Linked DNA regions of Mus musculus: region 2 is linked to region 1. Evidence: chromatin contacts called from public promoter capture Hi-C data. All regions are on one chromosome and are shown on one strand. The core of a region is the stretch at or near the end of the contact, and the rest is flanking DNA. Distances in the headings are between cores, read along the strand shown. Region 1 holds the start of Fam174a (family with sequence similarity 174, member A). Region 2 holds the start of Macir (macrophage immunometabolism regulator).

Region 1 (2,700 bases), core at 65-2,564:
CGTGGGCAAGGCCAAACAATCTTTGGGTATCTGCATAAGTAAATTACACAATTAAAAAAGCAGCTAGTCATATCATAATGCCATGGCTGTGCATTTCTGTATGTGGTCACTGAGTCCAGGTTACTGGGAGCTTATCTTCAAGGGACTGGAGTCAGAGACAAATGGCTAATGGGTACCAAGTTGGATGCTTAGCATAAAATGAAGTTTTGTTAACCCTCACAAGGGAAATACTTCAGCTCTTGTTTGAAAATGCCTGCAAAATTAAGTAGAATTCACAGATACCTGTCTTGTGACGTTCTGCATTTTAAGATTGGAACAGGCTGTCTAGAACATGTCTTCAGCTGTGATTTTAGAGGTCCTCTATAGCTACTGCAGTGTCTTCAGGGTAATCCTAATAGTTTCCAGGACATGGACTAAATTGCAGTTCCAGACCCTTAAACAGCTGACTCTTGACAGATGTCTGAGAAAGCCTTTTAAAAAATCTGTTTATAATAGACTGAAAGAAAGCTCAAGAAAGAACTAATCATATTTATACACAACCCATGCTCCAATGCCCCAGGCAGGTGTCTGGTTTTTCTCAGTGTTACTTGATGGAAATCTTAGATAAAGGCAACATTATTCAAATGTAAGAGAACTAAATTTGGAGTTCAAGTTCTGTAAAGTAAACTAGAGTAGGCAGATCACAGCCCCAGGTATTTGCTAAGGTAATATACAAACTTTCTCTCTTCCATAAGTTCAGGGATAGTTTTGCAGCTTGAGGCAGCCCATAGCAAAAACTAGTTAACAGGGGCACAATTTTCTTGTTGGTTTTATTTCAAAAGGATGACTGTAGGTCTCTGGAAATTGACAAGAGAGGTTTTTACAAATATTTACACTTTAAAGGGGGAAAACCTGAATAAACAACTTTACATTTTCCAAAGAAAGGGATTCCAAGAATAGTCGATACCCTTACAGCTAGAAAAAGCTCTCTTTAAAGTTTGTGATCCTCCTGAGGGAACTGAGAGGAAGTGTTTACTGATTAGATGTAGTTATGAAGTTTGACATCAAGGAAATTAAATCGAGTTTCCTATTGCTCCCGTTTCCCCACTTGGAAAGAACTGTAGGCATAACTGTTCATCTTGTTCAGGTTACCCACTCTGGCCCAAGCCTTTTCACTATTAGGAACACTCCTGAAACATGGAAAACCTAGTTGGGACCTCTCAGAGCGTCCCACAGCTACGCGTGCGCAATAGGCTCGAACCTCTGACGTCACTGAGCGCAGCCCGCCCCTACATATTAGCAACCGGAGGCGTCCGTAGCAGCAGTGGCTGCGGGGATGTACGAACTTCCGGTTGTCCCGGCAGGCTGCTGCCGCCGCCGCCGCCGAAGCCACCCGGCGCAGTCTCAGCCACCCGCTCTCCTCCGGAGAGTCGGCTCTGCGGTTCCGGCGCGCCCATGGTCGGCGCTGCGGACCGGGAGGCCGGCCCGGCGGCTGCGGCGTGCTGAGAGGCCGGCGTGGAGACCATGCCGACCCCGCGCGGCTGCTCCGGGCCTTGCCACTTCCTGGCTCCGGCCTTCGTGTTGTTGTTGCTGCCCGCTCTGAGCGGGTCCGGGGCGGTACCGTCGATGGTGGTCAGGGAGGTGCAGGAGTCCAAGTCTCCCAAGCCCGGGCCGCACACGCTGTCGCCGCTTCCTCCGGGCCCCACCGCGGCCCAGCCTCGGGGCCAAGCTCAGTCTGATGCTGCCGGGCTGCCAGGCGCGGAGAGCCGCAATGACAGCATCCCCGGGGCGGGGTCTGAGGCGGACGGCCTCGAAGGGAAGGCCGGAGAAGGTTCCCAGGGTGGCAGCCTGGCCGTGAGTCCCAGTCCTGGCGACAAACCCATGACCCAGCGGGCCCTGACCGTGTTGGTGGTGGTGAGCGCCGCGGTGCTGGTGTACTTCGTGGTCAGGACCGTCAGGTGAGGCACAGCCTCGATGGGCACCCCCTTGCAGCCTAGACCTGGCTGACAGGTGACCTGCTCCGTGAAGCAGGGACAATGTCTGTGACCTGGGCTTGACTTAACCCCTGCCCCCGCCCCAGCGTCAGGAACTGGAATCTAAGACCATCTGGTTGGCTGTCTTAATGGCCTGTGCTGCCTTAGCTGGTGACACAAGCTGTTGCCTTTCCTTTAGAAATCAGTAGCCTAACCTCAGCATCTTGCTCTCTGAGGCTTGCCTCTGCCTTCACAGACCCTGAAGTAGAAGTGCTCTTCCATCCCCAGGAATTTTGATTACAGTGCGGTGAAATACTTCTCTCACTACTCTGCAGTTGGTGTAACTAACACGTTTTGCCTGTTAGAATGCACTCCTATTTCTGAGGCAGGGTACCATAAAAGTAGCGCACAAAGTCCTGATTGGATGTTTCACTTTTGCAAAACTTGCCAATTATGTTTCTTAGATGGTGCCCTTAATCTATCCCAAAGTTAAATTGTCCTCAATTAATTGGGCGCCACATCTCTGGAGAGGTGTCACATAGAGGAAGACCCCCAAGCAGAAGGGGCTAGCTAGCCAAGAGAACAACTGTGGTTTCCCTTTCCCTAAAATGAGAGCAGATGGTATTTTGTGAGATCTGTACTGGTTTGTTTATTTCCTGTTTTCCAAATTACTTCACACTTTCCCATAACTACACACTACCGTTACTTAATGTCCTTAAATCCTCAAAACGAAATGTGGATTTTTAAA
Region 2 (2,700 bases), core at 176-2,675, 2.3 Mb after region 1:
GAGAGAGAGAGAGAGAGAGAGAGAGAGAGAGAACACAAAACAAAAACAAAACCCTGGTTCTGAAGAAATCCTCAGCCCACTCTAAGCAAAGCGGCGTGGGCAGAGAGCCCGGGAGTCTCTAGCGAGCCAGACACTTGCCAGGGGGAAAGCACGCGGCTGTCCTTCCCTTCGCGAACTGGGTTCCTTCCTGGCCGAGATTTGCAGATTCCACCACTAGAGCGACTTTGGCAGCTTCACAATGGGCCGCTTCTCAAGGTCTGAGCGCCGGCCGCTGCCAGGCGCCCTTTCCTAGGCTTCCCACCCGCCCCAAAGTCCACCAGCGACAGGTGGGGCGAGGGTGGCGGTGCCCGAGACATCTGCCGCCTTAGTTTCTGGCCAGCGCCCGGCCGCGATTCCCCAGTCCACAGGCGCTCCTCCGCCACCGCCGGTCCGTCTGTCCGTCACCAGCCGCCGCACCGGCCTCGGCCTCGCCCGCGGGGTGCAGCGCGCACTGGTGGCCGAGATAAGGTCGCCAGGGGCTGTCTCCCGCCGCTATCTGTAGCCCGCAGCCGCGGCTTGTACACCGTTGGGGCCAGAGGCGCGGCAAGCCGGGCGAGCGTTACTTCTCAATGGGCCTCCGCCGGGCCTGCCGCCTGGCGCTGCGGGTAGGGCGAGCCGCCTAGCTGGCGCGCGCCGACGCGCTCAGACTTCCGCACCTTGGCACCGCGGGAGCGTCGCTCCGGGTCGCAGAGTCCCCGCACCGCATGTCGGCGGCGAGCGCACGCCCGCCCGCCCGCCGGTCCGTCCGCTCGCTCGCTCGCTCGCCGCGCGCGCACGGGGCGCACGCCCCCGCACACTCACCCGCGCCGCACACTCCCGCGTCGCCGGCCCCACCCCTGTGCCAGGAAGCTGCGGGCTCTCGCACCCCGCTCGGGCCCCACCCCAGGCTCCAGTCCCCCCACCACCACGCCAGCCATTCGCACCAAGGCTCAGGGACCAGCGCCGCTCGCAGCCCCGGTGTCACCGAGCCATCAGCCATCGCGGAGGCCGGCGCGGCCCGGGGCTTCCCTGCGCTGCGCACACACCGCGCGCCCGGCCGGGACACGAGGCGAGGAGGAAGGGGCGGCGCCGTGCCTGGGGCTGGCACAGTGGCTCGCTGACTGGGGCACCCACACTCACGCGCGTACCCCACCCATCCCCGCCACCACCTCTGCAGCACAAAAGGTTGCAGGAGGAGTGGCGCTCCCCGTCCAACGTACCGGTCGTCCAGGGTTCCGCCGGTTCCTCTATGGCCGGCAGCCGCAGACCCCGAAGCCAAGGGCGGGCGAGGCGCGGGGCTGCGGCGCCGAGGTGTGGGCAGAGGCCGCCAGCGGAGCCAGCCGGGTACCCGCTGCTCTCCCACCGCGCTCGGCGCCAGCTACGGCCCGCCGTAGTCCCGCCTCCTCCCCCGCCTCCGCCCGCCTTCCCGCCTCCTCCCGCGGGCTGCGGAGGCGAGGCCGGGAAGCGCAGAGCCCGCCTCCTGCGCCAGGCTCGCACGCTCGGCTGGGCGGGCGGCTGGGCCGGCGGCGTGAGAGCGCAGAACCGGAGGCTGTTGCGGGGACGGGAGGCGGCGGCGTGATGCCACACTGCTCCCGGACCAAAGTCCGCCGCACCCTCCGGGGAGCCGCAGCTCACAGGCCTGACAATGCGGGCCGCTCCCACAGAGCGGTGTGCTAAACTCTGTGGGGATGGCTGTGATTTTTGAGTTTCTGCTGATCAGAAGTTGAGAAGAGCAGAAGCCCATGAAGTTAAAATTATACTATAATAATAAATAATAATAATAATAAATGTCAACAACTAAATATGGGGGCGGGGTGAAGACTAAATTCTGAGTCACTTGTTTCTCTTCTCTTTTCCTTTCTAGCTTCCTTCCTGTTCTGTCTTTACAAGGTCTCACTCTGTACCCAAGGCCGGACTTAAGCTCCGGAGAACCGTTCTGCCTTAGTCTCCAGAGCGCTGGGATTACAGGGATGAGGTGCCATCCCAACAAGATTTTCTTTTCTCAGTCCATATGCCACTCCCCTGCCGAAGTGGTCAATGCAGCATTACAAATATTTGCTGATATTTATTTAGCTCTAGGTGCCAACCCTTTTGACGCACATTCCCAAGTTTGCAGCTCTCAACTGTGCTAGTCCACATTTTTAAGACAGAAAACATGAGTTACATCCTTGAAGTCACAGACCTTTCATATAGCTGAGCTGTTTGTGTATTTATAAATTTAAATTCAGGTTCCTGCATTGTGTGGCCTTTTAAACGGTGCTTTATCTGAACATAAAGTCATACATTTCATCTAGACTAATACAAACTTAAAGCAAATAGTTCATGTTCCAGAGTCTATATATGTCCCCCAAATTACCAAGGTTAATAAATACACTCTGGCTCCAAGATGTGGCTTCTGGTTTCTCTGCAACTGAAGGACACTTACTCAATTGCTTCTCATATGCTCTGATGTAAGTATCAGAAAAAGGAAGGAAGAGGCCAGATTCATGAATGTTCTCAGTTACTCTTCCCCAACATGATATTCATGTAACTTATCAAATATAGATAGACCCTAGTACACTGTACAGGTATTGAATGCTCAAGTGATTAAATTTTGTTTTATATTTATTTGTTCAGTTGTTTTGTGCCCCCCCCTCCCCGCCCCACCACCATGGGTACCTTAGTAGAAGATGCTCCAAGTAT

Evidence for each region. Promoter capture Hi-C pulls out the DNA fragments that hold promoters and counts their contacts.
Region 2: a contact with region 1 is called in a promoter capture Hi-C map of liver, with 5 times the contacts expected there. The contact joins the promoter of Macir here to the promoter of Fam174a in region 1. A contact is called at or near these places in 4 of 39 promoter capture datasets (the C10 cell line, cranial neural crest, liver and 1 more) and 1 of 115 datasets of contacts at active chromatin or transcription factors (astrocytes).

The regions. Positions count from the first base shown.
Region 1 is chr1:95,312,314-95,315,013 of GRCm38.p6, forward strand. It overlaps Fam174a (family with sequence similarity 174, member A), which reads left to right and starts at 1,315. Exons shown (of 3, transcript NM_026321.4): 1 at 1,315-1,937. The coding sequence starts at 1,504.
Region 2 is chr1:97,660,593-97,663,292 of GRCm38.p6, forward strand. It overlaps Macir (macrophage immunometabolism regulator), which reads right to left and starts at 1,426. Exons shown (of 3, transcript NM_133825.3): 1 at 1,239-1,426.